2 separate regions of the Gossypium arboreum genome follow, and region 2 is linked to region 1. Evidence: chromatin contacts called from public Hi-C data. All regions are on one chromosome and are shown on one strand. The core of a region is the stretch at or near the end of the contact, and the rest is flanking DNA. Distances in the headings are between cores, read along the strand shown. Region 1 holds the start of LOC108476569 (protein DETOXIFICATION 40-like). Region 2 has its middle 3.7 kb from the start of LOC128290399.

The links. A called contact is a pair of places that touch in the nucleus more often than the background predicts.
Region 2: a contact with region 1 is called in a Hi-C map of leaf, with 2.1 times the contacts expected there. The contact joins the enhancer-like site here to the promoter of LOC108476569 in region 1. A contact is called at or near these places in 2 of 5 Hi-C or Micro-C datasets (both in leaf).

The regions. Positions count from the first base shown.
Region 1 is chr3:41,147,709-41,154,421 of ASM2569848v2, reverse strand. LOC108476569 (protein DETOXIFICATION 40-like) reads left to right here and starts at 2,986. Exons shown (of 7, transcript XM_017778808.2): 1 at 2,986-3,545; 2 at 3,711-4,342; 3 at 5,387-5,443; 4 at 5,531-5,769; 5 at 5,864-5,982; 6 at 6,306-6,392; 7 at 6,506-6,713. The coding sequence starts at 3,225. The coding sequence ends at 6,571.
Region 2 is chr3:41,269,746-41,276,458 of ASM2569848v2, reverse strand. No RefSeq gene overlaps it. Among protein-coding and RNA genes, the nearest start is that of LOC128290399, 3.7 kb to the right of the region's middle. Within about 2 kb of position 3,853, at least 2 of the 2 cell types and tissues checked have an H3K27ac peak or open chromatin away from gene starts, as enhancers often do. A contact at or near this core is called in leaf, where this site is marked.

The DNA.
Region 1 (6,713 bases), core at 1,737-4,236:
CTCAAAGCGTGATGACAAAAATTAGTTAAAATGAAATATAAAAACAAATTTCAATATTCACTTATAATTTGGTGATAAATTCACATTTTAACCCTTATTATTATTATTATTATTATTTAAAACTATATATAAAACATGTCTTTTTTTTAAAAAGAATAATATAAATTTTAAATTTTAAATTTTAAATAAGGAAATATTCAATAAAACAAATTATAAAATCAACTTTTTACCTGATTCAACTTTAAGAACAAATTTATTATTCTGGTTCTTTTTCTTGAGTATAAATTCTTTATGTGACATGTTAACGACATATACTAATTTTTTTTCATGATTTCACATTTTTTTAACATTTTATTTTGCAGTTTTATAATTTCTATACTTTTTGTAATTAATATTTTTTAAAATTTTAATTAATTTTAATATTTTATAATATTTGTAGTTTTTTTTCCATTTTTTCCATTTTAAGTTTTTTATAATTTTTAAAAATTCTAATATTTTGTTTAAATAATTTTATATTATTACATTTTTAAATTTTTAAAATTCTAAATTACTATATTCTGCATTTTAGATTTTTGATGATTTTTAAAGAATTTTTAATAGAAATTATCATATTTTGCTATGTGGCACAACCTTGACATGCCAAGTGGAAAATTTAATAAATGTTGGGAGTTTATACAAAAATAATTTTTTGATAATTTAATTGATTGCTTATATTCGATTAAGAGTTTAGTTAAGTATTGTTTTCAATTGAAGACTTAATTGATTATTAAATTATTTTACAAGAGACCCTTACCCATAGGAATAGGAATAGAGCATATTTTTTAGCCAATCATTTACCTCTTTGGAAGATAATCACAATGAAAGAATTAGTCACTTTTATTCGAAAACGTGAAAAAAAATTTACAATAAGTAACAAATATTTATATTTACGATTGGATTTATGCAATTGAACTAACTTAAAAAAAAGAACATGTAGAGAAAGAAATGTGAGGGTTTTTTACAAAAATAAGATAAAAAAATAATACTTAAATAATACAACTAAAAAAGTATGTACCAAAATGGTACATCCCAGGATGGTGCCGCCTATGGCAATGGCGTGACCACCCTGGGTTTGACATTTTCTGTTAAAAAAAAGTAATAAACGAAAAAAAAACAAAAATTTGAAAAAAGAAGGTGGTGGAGGGTGTGCCAGAGGCGGCACCGGTCACGCCTTCCCCATAGGCGGCACCAGTGCTACTGCCATGAAAGAAGAAGAAGAAGAAGAAGAGAAGAAGAAGAGGAGAAGAAGAGGGCGGCGAAAAAGGAAAGAAAGAAAGAAAAAAAAAGAAGAGAGAGAGAAGAAAAGAGAAAAATAAGAAAAAAAATAAATAGAAAGGAAAGTTTAGGATTTAGGGAATAATAATTAAAGTTTTTAAAAGGTAATTTTTTGTTATATAATTTAATTTGTATATACAAATAATAAAGAAATATTATTATAGAAATATTACAAATTTATAAACTTAAATATTTACATATACAAAAATAGAAATATTATTATCGTAAATATTTAAGTTTATAAATTTGTAATATTAAACCTAAACTTTCCTTTCTATTTATTTATTTTCCTTATTTTTCCTTATTTTGTCATATTTAAATTTATTTTCTCTTTCCTTCCCCTCTCTTCTTTTATATCTCTATACTATTTGTATATGTAAATATTTAAGTTTATAAATTTCTAATATTTATTTTATTTTTCTCTTAGTTTATTCAATAGAAATATTAAATGTATAATTGTATGTATTGTTATTTTAAAAGTCGGTATAATTTTTTTATGTTATTTTAAAAGTTGATATAATTTTTAACTCATAATTTAGTATAGTGTAATATTTTGCGAGTTAATTGTACAAGATAAGTAACCAATTTGTAATGATTAATTACAACAAATAATTATAACATGCCAAATAATTTAAATTACATAAAATATATCTAATCAATCTAAAACACACATAACAAATAAATTACATAAAAATAAAACATTCTTTGTATATAACATAAATAAGTTTTTTACTTCAATAAACATTAAAAATAAATTATAAATCAATAAAATTTAAAATAAATACAAACATACCTTAATAACTCTTTTTAACCAAATAATACCTTATAAAAATTAAATTCCAATTAAATCAATGATAATAATAATAAATTAAATTTTATAACAAAAAATTACATTTTTAACACTTTAATTATTCTTGTAAAAACTAGAAAAGGAAAAGAAATAATAATTACAGCAATTAAACGAGGGTTTAATTAGTCTTCCTTAAATCCTAAACTTTCATTCCTATTTATTTTTTTCCTTATTTGTCTCTTTCCTTCCCTCGCTTTTCTTTCTTTTTTTCTTTCTTTCTTTCCTTTCCCCCTTGCCCTCTTTTTTTTTTCTTTTCTTCTTCTTTTTCTTCTTTCACGGTAGCAGCACTGGTGTCGCTTATGGGAAGGCGTGACCGGTGCTGTCTCTGGCACACCCTCCACAACCTTTTTTTTTTTTTTAGATTTTTGTTTTTTACTTTTTTTTTTAACAAAAAAAGTCAGAAAAAATCAGATCCAGGGTGGTCACGCCACTGCCATAGGCGGCACCACCCTAAAATGTACCATTTTAATACATACTTTTTTGTTGTATTATTTAAGTATAATTTTATTTTTTAATCTTATTTTTGTAAAAATCCGAAATGTTAATATGATGTTTATGGCTACTAAATTTTGAAAAAGAATCCATAGAAAAGAGAATAATGAATAAGAAAACGACATCCTAGATACATAAACAGTGACGTAAGCAATTAATAATACAAGTGCCCAAAAGCAGATCTTCAAATTGGTCTTTTCTTCATCAATAAAATAAAAAGGAAAAACCAACATTTATTTGTAAAGTTCAATGATTTCGTGCACTTGCTACCAATTAGAGTTCGAGGCCACAATTAAAAGTTCGATTTTCCATACTCGTGATATCATTTACATTTTAAAAAATATCAATAAAAATAACATTTAAATGTAAAATTATTTCCTAAACTATTAATTGGTTACCCTTTTTTTTTCTAATTTATGAAATATATTTATAAATTTCCAAATCCAGCTCTCATTGTCATTTAAGCCGCCAGCGTTTCCTCATAAATACATAAAGTCTCTTATGTTCTTTCATCAAAAAAAAAAAAGTCTCTTTTGTTCGGCTGACAGCCATAACTGATCAGCCTACAATGGAATCCCTCCACGAAAACGCCATCGGAGAACCTCTGCTTCAATCACAAACTTCGGATACGAAATCCGAATCAACAAGTTCGGAGCTTGAGGATGTATTGTCGGACGGTAACTCTTCCTTGTTGGAGCGTTGGGGAAAAGCGACATGTATCGAATCGAAACTCCTTTTCCACTTGGCAGCGCCGGCTGTCATTGTTTATATGATCAACTATCTCATGTCTATGTCCACCCAAATCTTCTCCGGTCATCTCGGTAATCTTGAACTCGCCGCCGCCTCCCTCGGAAACACTGGCATCCAAATCTTTGCTTATGGCCTCATGGTACGTACATACATCACATGAACTATTTTCTTTTCTTTTTCACATTAGAGATTCCCAAAGATTGCATCTTGATGGTAATAGATAGAATTAAAAACACAATAAAATCACACGCACGTATAAATGAGGTTACTAGTCGCAATTGAACTAAACTCCGGGATCATGTAGTTAGGAATGGGGAGTGCAGTGGAAACGCTTTGCGGGCAAGCCTTTGGAGCACACAAATACGACATGCTAGGCATATATCTTCAAAGATCAGCAGTTCTCCTCACCTTCACAGGGATTCTTCTCACACTCATCTATGTCTTCTCTAAACCAATCTTATTATTACTAGGTGAATCGCCTGATATTGCTTCCGCCGCTGCAATTTTCGTCTATGGTCTAATACCACAAATCTTCGCATACGCCTTAAATTTCCCCATTCAGAAATTTCTGCAGGCTCAGAGCATAGTGGCCCCTAGCGCTTACATATCCACAGCCACATTATTCATACATCTGCTGATGAGTTGGGTGGCGGTGTACAAAATGGGGCTTGGTTTGTTGGGTGCGTCCTTGGTGTTGAGCTTGTCGTGGTGGATTGTGGTGGTTGCTCAATTTGTGTATATAGTGAAAAGCGACAAGTGCAAATATACATGGAATGGGTTCAGCAGTCAAGCCTTCACTGGCCTGCCGGGATTCTTCAAGTTATCGGCGTCGTCGGCGGTGATGTTGTGCTTGGAAACTTGGTATTTTCAGATTCTGGTTTTGCTTGCAGGGTTGCTCGAGAACCCAGAATTGGCTTTGGATTCACTCTCCATTTGGTAAGTAAGTAGAAATCATTTAAAATATTGAATGTCCTATAGAAATAGACTCGTATATTCAGAAACTAATAATTCACTTTCCATTGTCTTTTGTCTTTTTTATTCTCGAAATGTGTGGGTGCGTTTGTTTTTTTTTTATTTGCGCCTATTATTTTCATTTGACTCCGGCCCTTGATTTTGCTTTTTTTTTTTTTCTATCCAATCCAATATTGCTTTCAAAAAGAAAATATACTGTAGGTAATAAGTGACTAATACTAGATTCTTGTCCTATATCTACTGCTTAATTATGTCCATATCAGACTAATATTATATATCATCTTCACTACAACAAAATTAGATTTTAGATTAACAGGTAATAAAATATTAATTCCTGTCCTAATAATATTTTTTTTATTTTACGTGCTTAATGAATTTGAACAAATTATTGTCTAAATTTGCACAACCATATGTTTAAGTGTTTTTTAATGATAATTTTATATATTTTATATAATTTCAAAAGAAAATTATATAAAAGTTGCTTGTTAAATGAATTCCATGTATTTTAGAAAATTTTTAATTATTTTTCTTGGATTTTAAGATTGTTATTTTTATTTTACATTTGGACCAATAAAAAAATCAACTTCGCTAATAATTTTTAAATTTAGATGTCAATTAAATTTTTTTTCTTTTTGAAAGAAATCACCTGATGCGGAGTAAAAGTCTGATACAAAGCCTTAAATTCGCCTTAGCTTGCCAACAATTTCACATGCATTGGCTAGCTTGGGCGGTTCAATCAACCATTATAAAGCCAAGAACATAAAACAAAACCCTAACTGAACCTGTCCATCTCAATTTCCCCTGCATCAGTTCTAAAGCCAAATGCCTGGGTTCTTTCATTTCAAATCATCTTCTCTTTTCTTGCTTCCCAGGTTCTTCACTGGCTCTAAAAACAAAAGATTTAAGTATTAAATAAATATAAATTGGGGAGGGTATATATTAACCCTAAAAAATTTAATTAAATTGGTTTGGTAGATTAATAAATTTTCAATGGGTCATTATTTTCAGCATGACGATATCTGGATGGGTGTTTATGATTTCGGTGGGGTTCAATGCCGCAGCAAGGTTAGTCATCCAATTCGATATATACATATTCTCCTGCGAATTAGTGCCTACTATAATTGACAAAAGAAATGAATGGAAATGGAGCAGTGTAAGAGTTGGGAACGAGCTAGGAGCGGGACATCCAAAATCGGCGGCGTTCTCGGTGGTCATAGTGACGGTACTTTCATTCATAATCTCGGTGGCGGCGGCAATAATAATAATGGTTCTACGTGATGTCATTAGCTACGCCTTCACAGAGGGTGAAGTGGTGGCGGAGGCTGTTTCAGATCTCTGTCCGCTTCTAGCATTAACCCTTATCCTCAACGGAGTTCAGCCTGTTTTGTCCGGTAATAACATTTAATTCTCTTCAAGAAAAATTCAATTGGATCATCAGTTTCATCTTTGTTTTGATATGTATATGTATATGTATATATATAAAAGGGGTGGCAGTTGGGTGTGGATGGCAAACTTTTGTTGCATATGTCAACGTGGGCTGCTATTACTTTGTCGGGGTTCCCTTGGGTTCTCTTCTTGGCTTTTACTTCAATCTGGGTGCCAAGGTACTCACTTCTATTTTCTTTTTCCCCTCAAATTTTGTTTGTTACTTGCTGTGCTATATATAACTTGATATTTAGTTTTTATATTTTAATTTGAATAGTATTAATAAATTAAATTAAAACATGGCATTAATAAAATAAATAAATCAATTATTGCAAATTAAAGAGAATTTTTTTTTAAGCTGAATAGTATAAAGACAAAAGCTTGTATTTGACCATATGTTTTAAATGATTTGTACTTCAAATTTATTAAATCTTATATTTTTGGTCGAGTATTAAATTGTATTAATATGTTGTTCGAGTTAAAATAAATGGTTTGGTTTCAGGGAATATGGTCAGGGATGATTGGTGGCACAGTCATGCAAACCCTGGTCTTGATTTGGGTCACATTTCGAACTGACTGGAAGAAGGAGGTCAAATCATTTAAATATTTTTCAATTAAAACAAGCATAATTCTACTTCATGTAAATTTCTGACATTTCACTGCCTCTATTTATTCCCCTTTCTTACTTGGATTAAACGGCAGGTTGAAGAAGCTAGAAAGAGAATGGATGCCTGGCAGGTTAAGAAGGAGGAGCCTCTTTTGAAGTAGACACTTGATTTGAGATCTTGCAAACCCCCCGCCCCCTCTCCTCCCTGGCCTAGTCCAAAAATTTTCCAACCCAAGACCCTCAACCATGAATTCGCCTTCCCTTGATTGAGTATTCTCATTCAAAATGCTGAAGCATCATTCC
Region 2 (6,713 bases), core at 2,604-5,103, 120 kb before region 1:
TTGTATTACATAATCATCAACCTTTTCTTAAGACTATGAAACATTCCATTTACTTATTTACCATTTCATTTACTTAGCATAAGCTGAAATAACATTATCAATTCACGTATTAGTGTGTTTATTCATAACGTAAGTAAATTCATTTATAGTATAAGTAAATTTTTCACATATAAGTACGTCATTCAACTCATCAATCCTTTTATCATATTACATCTCAATTATGAATTTATCGTTTTATTACCTATTCTTACCCGTACCATTTGCATAGTACAAGTCATAAGCATAAATATCATCATCGATACACAATTTAGTGCATTTATACATAACTATTTTGGGATCAACCACATGATAAGCCATTTCATAAAAAATATATATCTTTTGATTCATGCAACCTGTTCATGAACATAAGCATATTTACATTTGGAAACTTACCATTTCAAAGTATATCATTAAGATTAAGCATGATATAATCCAACCATAAGCTTGGCACAAGCCTAAGCACCTCCACAGCATATATTAGTACACCAACTCATAACTCACTTGAATTAACATAAGATAATTGATTATACATGAACATCACTTTAAAAAATCAGTTTCATGAACATAGACATACTTTAAACGAACATTCCCTTTTCATTTATTTTCATAGATTCATGACAATAATCATTTGAATACTTACTGTTTCTTTCCTTTTCATGCCCATTGAACCGTTTAGAATATCATTAGATATGCGGGATAGCTCACACAAAGTGTGCTAAACATATAACCGTAACATTTCATTTCCTTTACATCATTGCTCACATGAGCTGTGGGTTGGAATGTAAGCTGCACGATGTTGCTCACATGAGATGTGGTGTATCCGCAAAAAATGAAGAACCTCATCCATCGGTAGGACATTCAAGACCAGCACCCGAAACATGAAAACCCTAATGACATGTAATTTGTATCCTACGAATTCCTAAGGTTCAAACGGGGCTTGGTAGACATCATGGCATTATTGGATTTTCATCATTCAATTTACATAGCATTTAACATATCAACATATAATTTACAATAACATCAAAGCGGTATTTAATCGTACAAACTTACCTGGCTAAATTATAGAAATGACTAAGTATAGGGGTTATTTGGTAATTTTCTCTTCTCCTCGATTTTTCAATCGTTCTTGACCTAAATTAACAATTTCATTCAATTTATTAATTTAGACAGCAAAACCAATTCATTTTATGCAATTTAGTCCCTTTTGACATTTTTACAAAATTTCCCTCAACTTTTTCCTTTTTATTTAATTTAGTCCTTATGTCCTAATCATGCAAATAAACCAATTTTACTGAAAATTCATACTAGCCAAATACTAATAGCAGCCATTACTATCCACATTTGTCACAATTTCACACCAAGTCTTTGTAGTTTTACTATTTCAACAATTTAATCCCTAATCGTTAAATTCATCAAAATCACTTAACAAAATACTTATAAATAACAACTAATACCTCAAATTCATCATTTAACATATAAAATCACAAAGATTCATCAATGACAACATTCAAAATCTTTAACTATTTCAACAATGAAGACAACATTCAAAGTCTTTAACTATTTCAACAACGAAGGTACGAACTAGCTGTACTTAGTTGCAACGATCTCAAAAATATAAAAATTAAAAAAAGGAGATCAAAATGAACTTACATGCATCATCCATAGTAAGACCAAAGCTTGGAGCTTTTCTATTTCCATTTCCATGGTGACATTCGGTGTATAAAGAAGAAAATCAAATGATAATGCCTTATTGTTTTATTTTATTACATTTTAATTAGTTTTATTTTAATTAATAAAACATATATATTCATACTAAAACAAAGCCAACGGTTCCACTTTTTAACAATGGTATATTTGCCTCATAAACCTTTGTACTTTGTCCAATTATCTTATTAATTAATAGAGACTTGCTTTTGTAACTTTTATAATATATTTTTTTTTAATTAATTAACTATCTAAATATTAAAATTTTTAACGAAACTTTAATACAACCTTACTAACACTCAGTAAATATTTATAAAAATATTCATGGCTCGGTTTATAGAAACGAAGTCCCGATACCTCATTTTCTAAAACACTTGACTTTAAGGTTTTACCACTTGAACCTAATTGTTCATTCAAATAGCATAAGTTGCTAATATAAAAATTTATTTTAATATCATATTTGACTCGTAAATATTAAATAATAACATTTACTGAACTTTTTCTTCAATTTTTAAAGTAGTTTAGCTTAATTGGTTGTATTTATCTTTTTCACCAAAAAAAACTAATGCATAATTACTTATTGTCAAAATTAAATTAAATAAAATTTCACAGCCACATCAGCACTATTATATTTCATTAGAAAAAAATTAATCTGATTCAAAATTAAAAATTAAAAAATAAATTATCAAAATTGTAAATGATCAGGGTAGTTTTATTAATATACCTAAAAATAAAAGTAATAAAATGAAAATCGAACCTTTTTTATTTGGAAATTTACTACTCGAATTATTAGATACAGATTCTTCATCAACAGTTGAAAGTAGTTAGGTCTTGGCTCCACGACAAATGAACTTTGTGTTTGATAGCGTAATCAATTGCCCTACTTTACTGGTGACCCAATTTTGCGTTATAAATTAGGCAGGTAGCAGCTTAATTAAACCCTCTCTCTAATTAATTTATTAACTCAGTTTAAAGGCCTACAAACTTGCTTCAACGTGACCCCACTTCTTTATACAACATTTGGATGCACTGTTTCCACATACTTGTTGGTTTCTAAACAGCATATGTGCTATTGATTTACAACAAATATTTTATTTCATTCGAAACAAACTGATTACATAATGTTTGATTTTTATTTCAATCTACCTGCAATTAACTTGTATCTTATATCATCATCAGCATCAACTTATTTTCTTTTCTCAGAAAAAAACTTGGAACCGAAAGCTTTGATTTTCCCATCGACCTAACCAACTCCCCCGGAAAATCATATCAACTAAATCCACATTCATAGATATTATAAATACCTTTCCAACCAATGAATATCACGACTTTACTCGGGGTTTCATTGGAAAGCTTCAAAATAAATTATTTAAGCTAATATAGTAGCTAAGTAAACAAGTGATGTCTAAAAGCAATTGAATTGGAGTTTTTGATTGATAAATATGAAATACAATTAGTTAAGATTAGTCAACTTTTGCTTAGAACATGCAATGGCAAAAAAAAAAAAAAGAGAGATGGTGGGGGTGGTTTGGGTGAATGTGAGATATCTTTCATGTTTAGGGCACCAATTTTGAACTTCATTATATATAAAATTTTAATTAAAGATTAGTGTATATAGAACAGAAAAGGGTGGGCTGAAAGTTAGTAAATTGAGAAGGGGGCAAGGCGAAGGCGAGGTGGAGGCGTCAACACAGTTATATTAAAGGGTATCAATCACATGGGTTAGGTTATGAGAAGAAACGTAGGAGTGTTTTCCTTTGTTGTTTGTGCATGTGGAAATGCCCCCTTTCCCACTTTTTTTTCGGTGTTTATTATAATGGGAGACAGATAGATGCCACCTAAAGCTGGCTAACCTCCAAACGTGTATATGGGTTTCTATTTGACTCGGCTCACATCCATGTGAGGCTTCGTCTACTTCAACCTTCTTTCTTTCATTTTTTTTACTTGTATTGAACTTAAATTAACTTATTAACTGGTAGCACTAAACCTGATTAAGGAAAGGAAAGACTAAGCCCGAGACCATCACAGTAAAAGCAAGGAAGACAAGTAATGTGGTGAAGAAGCCAAGTTACCCAATTTATATCTGTAACAACAAAGGAGAAAGATAGCGATTATCCAGTTCAATTACTGGGGTACTCCAGCAATCAGCCGAATGATTGATTAAGATGGGGTGGGTCATCAAGTTTTTGACGATCAGATTCAAAAATAACTTGCATTGGTCAACTTCAACAGATAATGCATGCAGGAACGATTAGACTCCCACATCAATTAATTAAACCACCACATTGGTCACTACCATTAAAACCCAGACAGACATGGGATCAAAAGAAGCTTCGCAATTCAACTTAAGAAACAAGCAAAGCAGGTTGCCTTTCCCATTCAGCAGAGAAGGAAGGATTTGGGGGAATCAAGACAATTTGAGAGGTTGTGAAATGGGCCGCTTCGTTGTTGGGAAAATTGGACAACCAACACTACTGGAACCTATCCGCCTGACCGCCGATAGGCAGGTTGTTGGAAGCCCATCCAAAACATGCAGGCTGGGTCAAGGCCCACCCTTGACCATCTCCACGAACCAATTACATTTTCTGCTTCTTATTAACGCCAAAAATCAATACTAGCCGAATCACCTTATCTTGATCGAATTTACTTATTTCGACTGGTTATCTCAACTAGGACAAAATCCTATATATTATTATTGTATCTCTCCATTGCGATTGAAAGACCTCACCAAATTGACCATCACTTACAGAAAACATGATTTCGTCAAATGTTGTATGATTACAAGCACGTGGATTCATACATAATTTACACGTAGGCTTCACCCACACAATTCCCGCAAGGCTTAGGGGCAATAAGCAAAAATGGAAAATTAATCTTTTAGTCCCCATAAATAATATATTTATAAATTTATATATAGTAAACTTATAAATTAATCACACATTTTAGTAAGTATTTTAATGCTCTAATTTTTTTCAGTTACACGACGACATGCATTCACAAATCCATTATTAACATACCACATAGATCATGATATTTCAATCAGGCAAGCACATAGACTAGCATTGCCATTAATAATTTTTAAATCAAACAACAAAAAATATATGGTTAGAAAAACTTTTTCTTATGAAAGTATATTTTTAATCATTATAATCTTATCTCATTTGAAGGAAACTTTTACTTTAACTTTTCCTAATAATATGGTAGAAACCAAATAGATTTGAAATTTAGGAATATGAAACATCTCACTTAGTATAAGGTATTTCTAGACGGAGGTTTGAACATAACCTAGCATTTTCCAAGCACATATGCAGTTTCCAAAGTTTCTAAGATAGAACAACCTCTTCTCATTCTTCCACTTTAGAGTCGAACATAAAGGCATTTTAATTATCATGAATGTATCGAGTGGCACCACTATCTATCACCTACTCTTTTAGATTAGTCATGATATTGACTTAAGAATTACCAAGAAAATTATATCATTTGCTTCGATCAAATTGACATTTGGTTTAATAAAATTATAATTTTTCCATTCTTGATTTCTGCACAAAGTTATATAGTGGTGCAGTTTGTCATCACAATTGGATACTGGAATAGTAAATGTAGTTGATGAATAAAGCACTAGGTAGGTTCCCAAGAAAGAGAGGTGGTGTACATGACACTCTGAAGTACCAAGTCTTTCCTAGCCAAAACTATTCTTAGACATGCATTTTCACATTATCACACTTATTTCCAGCAATCAACTATGGATTTGCCACACAAAATAATTTCCTTTTTCTTCATTTTCTCAAAATTTTGTTTTGGGCTTGTCACCATATATTCATCCTAAATCATATTTAAAAATTAATTCAACTCATATATTGTTGGAGTTTTCGACATTGCATGTTCCATGTTTTGTTAGAATAAGAACAAATTTCTACTTGGGCCATAGAAAGGTGTTCAGCCTTTTTGATGATTATGGCCTACAAAGTTATGAGATGTTTGACAAAACAACAGTTGGCGTTTGACTAGGACTCTCAAATGCTTTAACAAATCCTATTGATGAGGCCATGAGTCTATTGAATAATGGTTGAGTTCTTATCCTTATCACCTTGGTTGAATGAAGAGTGGATTAAGGGATTTTTATCAAATTTACCCAAAGGATTTTCCAAGAGAAATATATACTATTTTAGAGGAAATTATTGTCACATCCCAAAAATTGTTTTAGTAGAATCGGTTTAGTGGACCGAGTATCCATTCCGGATACCAAAATTGGATTGAAAGTGATTAATAAAATTTGATAAAATATTAAAATAATATTCAGGTCCAAAAATTTAGGTTGGGAAATTAGAATTAAGTGTTTGGTTATTAAATTTCTTAAAACGAATTTTAAAAAAGAAACCATATTTGAAAATAATTAAGGAAATGGGTTTTAATTTGAAATAAAGACTTAATTGGAAAAGGAAGAAAATAGAAAGTTTTTAAATGGAAAATTTTCCAAAATTAAAAAATATGTTTCTTCCCTTTGGCTATTTAAACCCTCATTCATGTTTCCCTCTCTTTTCATCTCTTCAGTTGAAAATTTTCTAAACTATAAATCAGAGCATTTTCTCTCAAAATTAACTCATCCCTACTAATTTTCTAACCTTCCAAACACCAATTCTTCCTTCAATTGTAAAGAAAATTCTTTTTTTTCTTCATAAATTTCCTCATTGTTCTTCAAAAGTTTTTCATCGAATTAGATCTACAATTCGTCGTTCTTTTCAAATTAAGGTAATATTTTGATTCTTATTGTTAAAACTAAGCTTGTTCTTATAATTCGATATTTGATCAACAATTATGAATTTTATTAAATCTAAAGCTTTGACACCGAAATTTGGCATAAGAATGGTGAAATACGGAATATTGAGTTAACTTGTTGTTTTAAATTGATTTTTGACTTATTTTGAACGATTAGAAGGTTCATAAACTCAATTATATAGATCATTAAAGAA